Regions from separate parts of the Mus musculus genome. Here region 1 is linked to region 2. Evidence: chromatin contacts called from public HiChIP or PLAC-seq data. All regions are on one chromosome and are shown on one strand. The core of a region is the stretch at or near the end of the contact, and the rest is flanking DNA. Distances in the headings are between cores, read along the strand shown. Region 1 has its middle 9.9 kb from the start of Gm26435. Region 2 has its middle 11 kb from the start of Gm15521.

Region 1 (4,524 bases), core at 1,827-4,326, 660 kb before region 2:
TGTGTGTGCTTACCGTTCTTTCTGCGACCCCACCTAGCCTTGCCTCTGTGGCTAGCACAGTCCTGTTGTGGTAGTTTGAATAAGAATGGCTCGTGTATTTGAATACTTGGTCTCCAGCTGGTGGATTCGTAGTTGTCTGGCTTTGCCTTGTTCTTGTGGGTGAAGCTGTGAGCTCTAGGCTGTTCTTTCACTCTTCCATCATGGAGCCCAAACCCTCTGGAACTGTAAGCAAAAGGAAATGCTTTCTTTTATGAGTTGCCTTGGTCATGGTGTTCATCCCAGCACAGAGCAGTCACTAGGACACCTTTGTACAAAGTGGTGGCTGAGGGGCTACTGCTTAGCGGGAAGAAACCTTTGTGGGGAGACAGAAAAGAGACAGAGTCACTAATAGAACCAGATCTTTCTGGAAGGTAACTTGTTCTGTAAGGAGGGATCAACCATCTTGTCCTGACCTCGCTTTTCGAATGTATCCTTTCTTTCTTCCGTATGAAGGAAAAGTAGGCGTTATCCCCAAAGGAGGTTACGTGCAGAAGTCTTGTGCCAGATTGGCCCTTCTGTGAAAACTATATCTGTGTGAAAGGAAACACAGAGATTTAGGGGATATGATTGAGGGTGTTAGATCTTAACCATCCTATCGATTACTTGCGTCTCAGGCACACTCAGTTACCCAGCAGCCAATCAGTGTGGACTCAGCTTTGACACAACTTTAAGAGCAGGCTACCTTTGATCTCTTTCTAATTCCGTAGCCTGTGTCAAGATGCCTTTAGCATCCCACCAGTTCTCAGCACCACCAGGACATTTATTTGATTCTGGGTCATCTGGAATGGTCACGTCATATGTGTGATAAAGTCTAGTGACAGAATTTGTTAGGATAACTTAACCTAATTTTCTCTTTTGTTCACAAAGAAAAGCAAGGTGGAGTAGTTTTCCAGATAACATATAGAGGTGGGACTCTGGTTTTCTCATTGGACATCCAGGGCTCTTTCTTAGAAACTCAGCATCTCCTTTCCCCTCTGAATCATTTGTTATATTACTACCTGTGATCTCAGGATGCCTTCTCTCTGAATCATGATTTTTATTGCTGTCTATGACCTCAGCATGCTTTTTCTTATTAATTTCTCTTGGTCCCCGGATATAAATATCATTCTTCCCCAATTTTGCTAATGGACTTTAAATAACATTACCACCCCCAGTCTTATGACTTGGGTTCATTTTCTCCTTATTTTTTTTTCTGATTTTTTTTCTTAAACTCATCTTATTTTTTTGCAGGTGTAAATGGGCAGTTACAATTCCATGGACTAACCAGTTCAGTTTCATTTATTTCTTCTCAATATTTCAATCTCATTGATATGCAACTCTTGATAGCCCCCAAATTCTTTTTCTTGTACAATTCCTAAATATTTAAAGATTAACATCTTTAAAAGAAAATGAAAAGCCCTTCTCTTCCACACTTCTTCTCACCTCTTGTCCCCACTTCTTCATGTCATCTTGTTGTTCTTGCTTGTGGAGAGCCAGTGATGGATTCTGTTACAGACTCTCCCTTGCTGGCCATGCTGTTTACCTGGAAGGCATTCTCTTTTATAGTAGGATTGGAAAAGTATGACACTTAAACTTATTGATGTGTTAGAGACAGCTGTTTACATGACTTAATGGCACGGCTACAAGCTTCTAATATCTATCTTGCTCCATCTTGGCTTCCTAGTTCCTTTGTGTAGGAGTCATGTATTTTTTTGAGAAGGACAGTAAAAATATGAAACTTGACTTATGAGTTTCATGCAAGGCCACCCCCATGAAGGGAATGTATTTGCACATTTCTGTCCCTGCTTTGGGCCTCCTCACAGAACTTTAGGCATTCTCTGGAGTCTTAGCTCTGTACAGTTATCATTTTTACCAGGTTTAATATTATACCAGGTCGGATTCCCTAGCCTAGCTCAGTGGCATCTCTCAGTCAAGGCTGGTAACATTTACACTCAAAGGAGTTCTGTATACCTGCAAACAGACGGGGGGAAAGAAGCATCCAGATTGTCTCTCTAGAGGATGGCTGAAGGAGTCAGACTCTAGGAATAGAGAAACTTGAAGTTAATGAACAATGCCAATGAACCAAAGACCTTGGCAACTGCCAGAGATTCATGTATGGGCTGGGGTTTGAAAACTATGCCAGTATCACTGGCAAATGAATTCAGCTGGAAGGTACGACTGCTGCACGGCATATTGGGAGGCCATTCGAAGGTGACTAATTAATATTAATCAAACCTCAGTGGGTAGTGTCTCCACTCTGTGTTGTCCATAGCTTTTCTATCATTCTATGTAATTTAATGAATTTATACATATTTTTATTTTCTACCCTATTTCTCTTCTGTTATTCTTTCTGTGCTGGCGAGTGAGCTGAGCACCTTGGGTTAAAGCTGGACCAGACAGAACACATATGTGTGTTGATGGCTTTTCTCTGGCCCAAACAGACCACAGACCACAGCTGATTCTATAGGCTCGCATATATTGAATATATATATATATATATATATATATATATATATATATATATATATATATATATGCATGCATGCTGCAGGGTTGTCTGCAAGCCTTTGATAACAAATAGAATAATACTGTTTATATGCACATGGGGAAAGACTTGACTATCAGAACCGAGCTCTTCACGGCATAATTACAACTTGCTGAGCACCGTGGCTCTGGTGAACAATGAAGATATAATCAGTGCACCTATTTGTCCTCCTGGATTCCAGCTGCTAAAGCAATTTCTTTTTCACAGAACCGACAATTTTGTGGTTCTTGTGAAAATCCACCGTTTCCCCTGAAATCCTGTGAAATGGAGCTTGCCAGTGGAAGCGCCGGGAAGCAGCCCGGCTCTCGCATCACCTCCATGAAATTAGGCTGCTCATATTTCCAGCACTGCTATCCTGATTGCATGTTTGTTTAAAATGACAGTTGATGTTGTGTATCTCTTTCATTAGGGAGGCTCAATGATCTTGACATTATTAACTAACTGCAGCACTCGCTGCATATAAACACTAATCCGCAGAGACAGCTCGGATAGTACTCGAAGCAAAAGCAGGCTCTTTGAAAGGAGGAACAGGAGAGGGATCTGGGCCATATGCGGAATTTGGCAGGTTTATTATCAGCCGTTCACAAGCCAGCCATTTTTAGGAGGTCTGAATACCGTGTTTCCCAGAGATACATACATACTGCCCTCTGGGTGGGAGCCCTTAAGGTTGCCAGATAAGATGAAGGAAATTGGAGCTTGCTAGAGGAAGAAAGAAGTCTGTAAGAGATGGGATGGGCTCTTTTGGTCTCTCCTTCTTTGCATACCAGCTGCATTAGGCTTCTAGCGCCAAATAATGAGTCAGATTAGGCAGAGCTGTTCCTCTATTTTCAAGGTATTTTAACCATATAAGCATTTGGAGCATCTATTCTAAATGGCCAGTGCGTGGTTGGGTACACTGTGTTTTCTCATTCTTTGCCCGTGGAGGATACCAGTCCTATCATGTCCAGGAATGCTTGTGGTAGTGAAAGACACAGTCGACTTCCACATCTCTTCCACAATCCCACTTATTTGTGGTTATTTTCCCTTGCCGTGGCCTTTTGACTTGTCCCATTTATTTACTGATCCTCTGCCTTGCAGATCATGGGATACTCTGCCTGAGCTCCGATTCTGCTCAGCCTTGCTCTTTTCTTATCCAGCTTCTTCCCAATCTGTCCCATTCAGTCCACACCTACCCTCTCCCATCCCCAGCCACCTGCCTTCTCATACATAGCCTTTCCTGGGAAGCTTATAAGTCTTTTGGGTCTCAAAAAACCGACCTGACCCCACTGTCCACCATGCTTCTCTTGAAGCCCTCTGTCTGGCATATGCTTGACCCTTGTTCCATTCTTATGGTGAGAATGGGAGCAATAGCAGAACAACGGTGTCTCTTGGGAAGGGAGGGATACAGGAGGGAGTTATGCTAGGTTTGTTAATAATGGGGGTCAGCCTTGGCTTCCCAAGATCACTGCTCTAGCCCCTTTGCTTCACTTATTCTCTTCCCCAGAGACGTCAATAATTGCTACTTGCTCAGTCTTTGTTAGAACAGAGAATAGGCAGGTGGGAATCCGCTCCTGAAAATGTCATGTACCACGTGGGGGCAGCAGAGAGTTGAAAAAGGGTCTCTAGACCGCCATGCAGGTTTAAGCTCCCTTTGAGTCCTGGATTGTATATTTACTGAACTTCCAAAATCTAGTTTGAGGTTCACATGGAACCAAGAAAGCTATATACCAGCAGTTCATATACATGTTGCAGGTTGTAGAATCCATCCACATAGAAGAGTCTGACAATATGTTTTCAGTTTGCCCAGGACAGTCTCAATTTACAGTCAAAATACTGGGTTGATTATTACTCTCCCTTCTCTTTCGGATGAATTTGGGTTTGCATGGTTGATTATACTGGTCACGCTATTCGTAAACTGTTTGATGTCATTAACTTCGGGAGAGGGTGGGGTCAGGGATGAGCAAATCAGAAGGGTAAGGATG
Region 2 (4,729 bases), core at 847-3,346:
AGGATACTGGGGCTGTGCGCCTGTCTTCCCCGGAGCCCTGGCAGCTGCAGGATTATCTATTACCTGAGGGGAGGTGACAGAAGAAAATTACCCAGCCCCAGCCCCATCTGTTGCTGAACACCGTTTATTTCACCTTCACTAATTCACTCGACGTGCCGCTTTCCCTTTGTCTCCGTGTCACCCACCCAAATCTTACATGTCTACGCTCCCGTGTTGCCAGCTGGACATCGCAGCTGTGGGAACAAAGCCTTTGGGTCCCTCCAGTGAGCTGCAGCCCCTCTTGGGTGTCTCCTCTCCTCTCTGAATTGTCATTTCTCCCATAACTGATTAGGGACCGAAGGCAAGACGGGAGAAGCTAGGATGATTGCTTTTACAGCTCGGCTCTGCAGGTAGAGCACATTTCTGTGTTTGGCTTCGTCTCCAGGGACGCGCCTCTCTTAGGAAGAGGTGGGAGAGTATTAATGAAAGATAGCAGACCTGTGTTGCTGTGAGAGCAGCTGTAGACACTGGGCTCACTCTCTGGCATTCATATTATCCTCAGGTGCTTGGTCATTGGTCACCGCCCAACTTCCGGTTTCTCATACTGAGAGTAGATCCACCGCCTGCCCTCATCTCAGCTCCTGGGACTCGTGTAATGATTAAATGAGATAGTATTGCATTTCAGTGAATAATGCAGCAGCCGGCTCATCGAAAGAGAGAATAAAAATATCTTTCTGGTGGCTTGCTTATAATAAATCTATTATGATCGCTCACGGGAGTCACTGTTATCATTGAGCAAATAAAAGCGATCGCGATTACCTTTCCCCCTTGGAGCAGCTGCCATTTTTCAAGGTCTTGGCTACCTAGGATTCTCATACAACATTTATTGAGTTGGTTCTCTATTTTAGCACAGCACCTTGTCTTAGAACTGAGAGATTTGCAAACCGCAAATGAAGTGCGATTTCTGGGTCAGGGAGCACATGGTCTGGTGGGGAAGCCCGCTGCAGAGTAGAAAGCCGGGGCCTTAGGCCTGTGCTGAAAATGGACTAGGAGAGGGAGTTGTCGCACAAGGTCCTCAATGAAAAAAATGACGTGAGCTGGGTTGTACGCTTCTATGAGGAAAGAGCCTTCGGTGGGGAGAAGCCGGGAACTCATTGAATACACATAGCAAGACAGTGGGAGGAAGCCTAGGAGAACTGCAGAGCCCAGAGACCTCCGGAGAGCTGGGGGGCCTCAGGAAGGCTACAGGATCGAAAGCAGCCTGGCCAATCCACCCAAGGACACAGGCAGGGCTCAGAGTGAAGGATGTGGTCAGAGGAGACTTCACAGACGATCATATTTTATTTTGTGCCAAGGACCCAGAGATTCCCTGGAGGACAGTGAAAATCATTAAAGGGTTTTAAGCAAGAATGATAGGATCAACTCCGCTGAGACGATAGCTCAGGGCTGGATGGGACGTGCATAGAGAAACAAGGCCAGTTGACAATAGAGAGGTCCAGAGCCTTAGGGGAGGAAGAGAAAGACAAATTTTATTTTTCTTGGTTTGCGGGCAATTAGCTCCCAGGCCCAGCTCCCTACAGATACCAACGTCCTCGGATGCTCAAGTTTCATATCTGAATAAGTATCCGTGCATATAATTTAAATCAGTGGTTCATGACCTTTTCCCAGGAGTGGCATATCAGATGTCTTGTGTATCAGAGATTTACATTACAATTCATAATCGTATCAAAATTACAGTTATGGAGTAGCAACAAAAATAATTCCATGATTGGGAGTCAACAGAACATGTAGAAGTGTAGTAAAGGGTCACAGCATCAGGAGGGTTGAAAAACACTGCTCTAAATCAGCCCTGTTTTACTTAAAATACGCAGCGCAAAATAATCGTTATGTACTTAAGCTATTTTGTTTACAGAATAACGACGTGGGGAAATACACATGTTCCGTGTTGATATAATTTTTGATATACTTTCAAACTGTGGCCACATGAAGTCACATACTCTGAGCTCATGAATCCAGGGGGAAGGTTATACCTGACGATAAACTTGCTTAGTGCTGAGAGCAAGGGGGCGGGGGCGGGGGAACACCCAGACTAGAGCCAGCCTGGCGCAGTCATGAAATTGCAAGCGGTCGCCACCAGAGGGCAGTAAGAGAAGAGCTGAGATCAGTTCCACCAGACAAGTGGAAGGCAGAACGGCTGATTTAAAAAAATGCAGGCTCTTAATCTGACGCCCCCTAAAAACTGTTCTCAGCCATAGTTAGTCCAAGGATTTTAGTGGTATCCCTCACATGCCACCAATAAAACTCTCTATAGCAAGATCTGTGCTGGGCTTCCATAAGAAGTTTTATCTAGGCTGGCCACTCATGTGTGGTTTAGTGGCTATGTTATTGTAGTTGCCTTGTGAGGAAGTGCTGGAGATCGAAGAGACAGCTCAGTAAGACTTTGTGAAATATGGCTTTATAAGAAACCTTTTGTGCACATGTGTGCCCAGTCTACCATCTCACCGTAGGCAGCACCATGGAAATGCAGTTCACAGGAGTTAGGTGCCTTGCCACATGATGACTGAGTTGGCATTGGTGCATGAGCAAGAGATCTTTTGACTATTGCTCACCAAACCGTCTCCATCTCCCTTGTACTTTAAAGTGGGGCGTTCATCCCACGGGCAGCAAATCTGGGAATATTGAGTGTGTATGGGAAGCCAGGCTTGTACTTATTTATAGAACCACAGAGGCCAGCACAAACCCCAGGTCAGATGTAGAACACAAAAGCGCTGGTGGTAACTGAGGTGTTTGCATGGGTGTGGACCTCTTGACCCTTCAGATGCCCTCACAAGTTTGACTGTTATCCCAATTGCAAATGAGGAAGCCCTTTCAGACAGGTTGGCTCCCTCCCTCCTCACAGCTGCAAAGCTGCTTCCCAGGACCTTACTGCCCCACTCCTGCCCTGAGGTCAGTGGGAGCCATGATATATGTGCTCAGTGCAACAGGAGGGTTGAAGTTCATGAGAAACGCTGAATTGTGTCCCAGAGACATCAACCTCAAATTGATCCGATAAGAGACTAGTTTTTCCAACAGAAAAATCTTGTTGATACAATAAAGTCTGTGATATTCCAGAGCCAAGGCGATGGCAGCTTCCCTGGGGACAGTGACTATTTGGGACAAAAAGAAACCATTGGCCTCAGAGGGACAGACAAATAGCTTGAGCTATAAGAACTGTTGTGACAATGTCTCCGGCCCCTGCTCGCTTCAGGCAAATGAGAATGACACACTGGAGTTTCATCCACTCAGGAGAGAGGAATGGAAGCCCGGAGCAACTGGGGAAAACAGGGTGCAAACTCAGTTATTTTGAATGGAGGTCTCCTAGCTTCCTAAATTATCATTGCCTGGAAGATAACACTGTACCAACAGGGTTCCAGGCTGCTCTCTAAGGAAGCAAGCATGCTAAATTAATACCAGACTTCCATTCACTCCACATGCTTGGATCCCAGTGTAACATTGTGCTTCTGTTTGGCATATGAATGTGGATGCTTTCAGTCATCTGTATACATTGGTTTCTCTTTTTTCCTATAGAATTAGACCCCAGCCAATTTGACCCTTGCCCTCCACTCAGCTTCTTGGAGCCTTGTTCTCCCGTGTGATAAATGATATCTTCTCCTTACCTGACAGCTTTGAGAATGGAAAGGATTGGTACCAATGATAGCAATTAGCTCCCATGGTGGCACACGTTAGAGCCAAGTAAATAGTGTATTTTCTTTCCTCTTGCTTCACCTTCGTGTGGCAAACAGGTACGCTGACACGAGCACACACACGGTAAATCACCAACTTGGCCAATAAATCTATGCTAAGTCAGAGTTAACTTAGAAAATCAACACGGCACAGAGGCTTTTAGAGGGCTGACATTCCTCAGGTTATGGAAAACAATAATAATAAATCTCAAGGAATGTCACCTTGCCCCTGGCACTGAAGACAAGAAGCTGAAAACCTTAGTGGAATAGCCTTGAGGATGTGGAGCGCACGGCCGGGAGGGGCAGCTCTTAGAGGAGCTGAGCTAGGGCAGGTGAACGTGTGTGAAGCTGTCAGGCCCCATGCTGGCCTGGCTAATTCCTCAGATTTCACTGTGGAGAGAAGCTCTCAGGGAAGATGGCAGCAGACATGATAGATACAGAGATCAACAGCTTTGAAAGTTTAGAATAAGCTAGAAAATATAGCCAATCAGCCCAGAACCAGGCAGACATTGCTTCTTCAGGCCTCTCACCACGGGTGTGTGGCTGATGCTGGGTTACTATGGCTGCATCCAAATGCCACTCTAGATGGTTTTTGCATATTGGCTGTTACTAAGATTTTCATGCTTATTTCTGAAAGTCATTATTTATTCTTCATCTCATTGAATATGATTACTCAACTCCCTTTGGAAAGAACCCAGTGGGCTTGTGTTGGGTTTTCTCTCTCTTAAAAGTTATTTCTTCTGTCAGTGGTTCTCGGTTCCTTCCCCATACCTACCTTCTGTCTCTAACTTGTTCTTCCTTGATAATGCTTGCCTGTTTATTAAGCTTCTTCCACTTTTATGATGCTATTGTTCAGTTCCCAAGGTTTGGAGTTGGAAGACTCCACTTTCTTTTAATGTCTTTTGATGTAGGATGTGTTTGATTCTTGCTCTTTGAATATTTCAAGGTAATATTTTCCCCATAGTTTTAGTTACAGTTTGGATAAGAAGCACTCCATAAAAGTTACAGGTATTCAAATCTTGGCCATC

The links. HiChIP or PLAC-seq counts read pairs in DNA pulled down with a chosen protein or histone mark.
Region 1: a contact with region 2 is called in an H3K27ac HiChIP or PLAC-seq map of SST interneurons, with 7 times the contacts expected there. The contact joins two enhancer-like sites. A contact is called at or near these places in 4 of 39 promoter capture datasets (cranial neural crest, liver, maxillary cranial neural crest and 1 more), 1 of 15 datasets of contacts at CTCF or cohesin (hippocampal excitatory neurons), 20 of 484 Hi-C or Micro-C datasets (LSK cells, cerebellum, cerebral cortex and 15 more) and 6 of 115 datasets of contacts at active chromatin or transcription factors (SST interneurons, differentiating embryonic stem cells, embryonic basal ganglia and 1 more).

The regions. Positions count from the first base shown.
Region 1 is chr9:30,299,658-30,304,181 of GRCm38.p6, reverse strand. No RefSeq gene overlaps it. Among named protein-coding and RNA genes, the nearest start is that of Gm26435, 9.9 kb to the right of the region's middle. Within about 2 kb of position 3,076, at least 6 of the 459 cell types and tissues checked have an H3K27ac peak or open chromatin away from gene starts, as enhancers often do. A contact at or near this core is called in SST interneurons, where this site is marked.
Region 2 is chr9:29,640,843-29,645,571 of GRCm38.p6, reverse strand. It overlaps a transcript of Ntm not described here. Among named protein-coding and RNA genes, the nearest start is that of Gm15521, 11 kb to the right of the region's middle. Within about 2 kb of position 2,096, at least 4 of the 459 cell types and tissues checked have an H3K27ac peak or open chromatin away from gene starts, as enhancers often do. A contact at or near this core is called in SST interneurons, where this site is marked.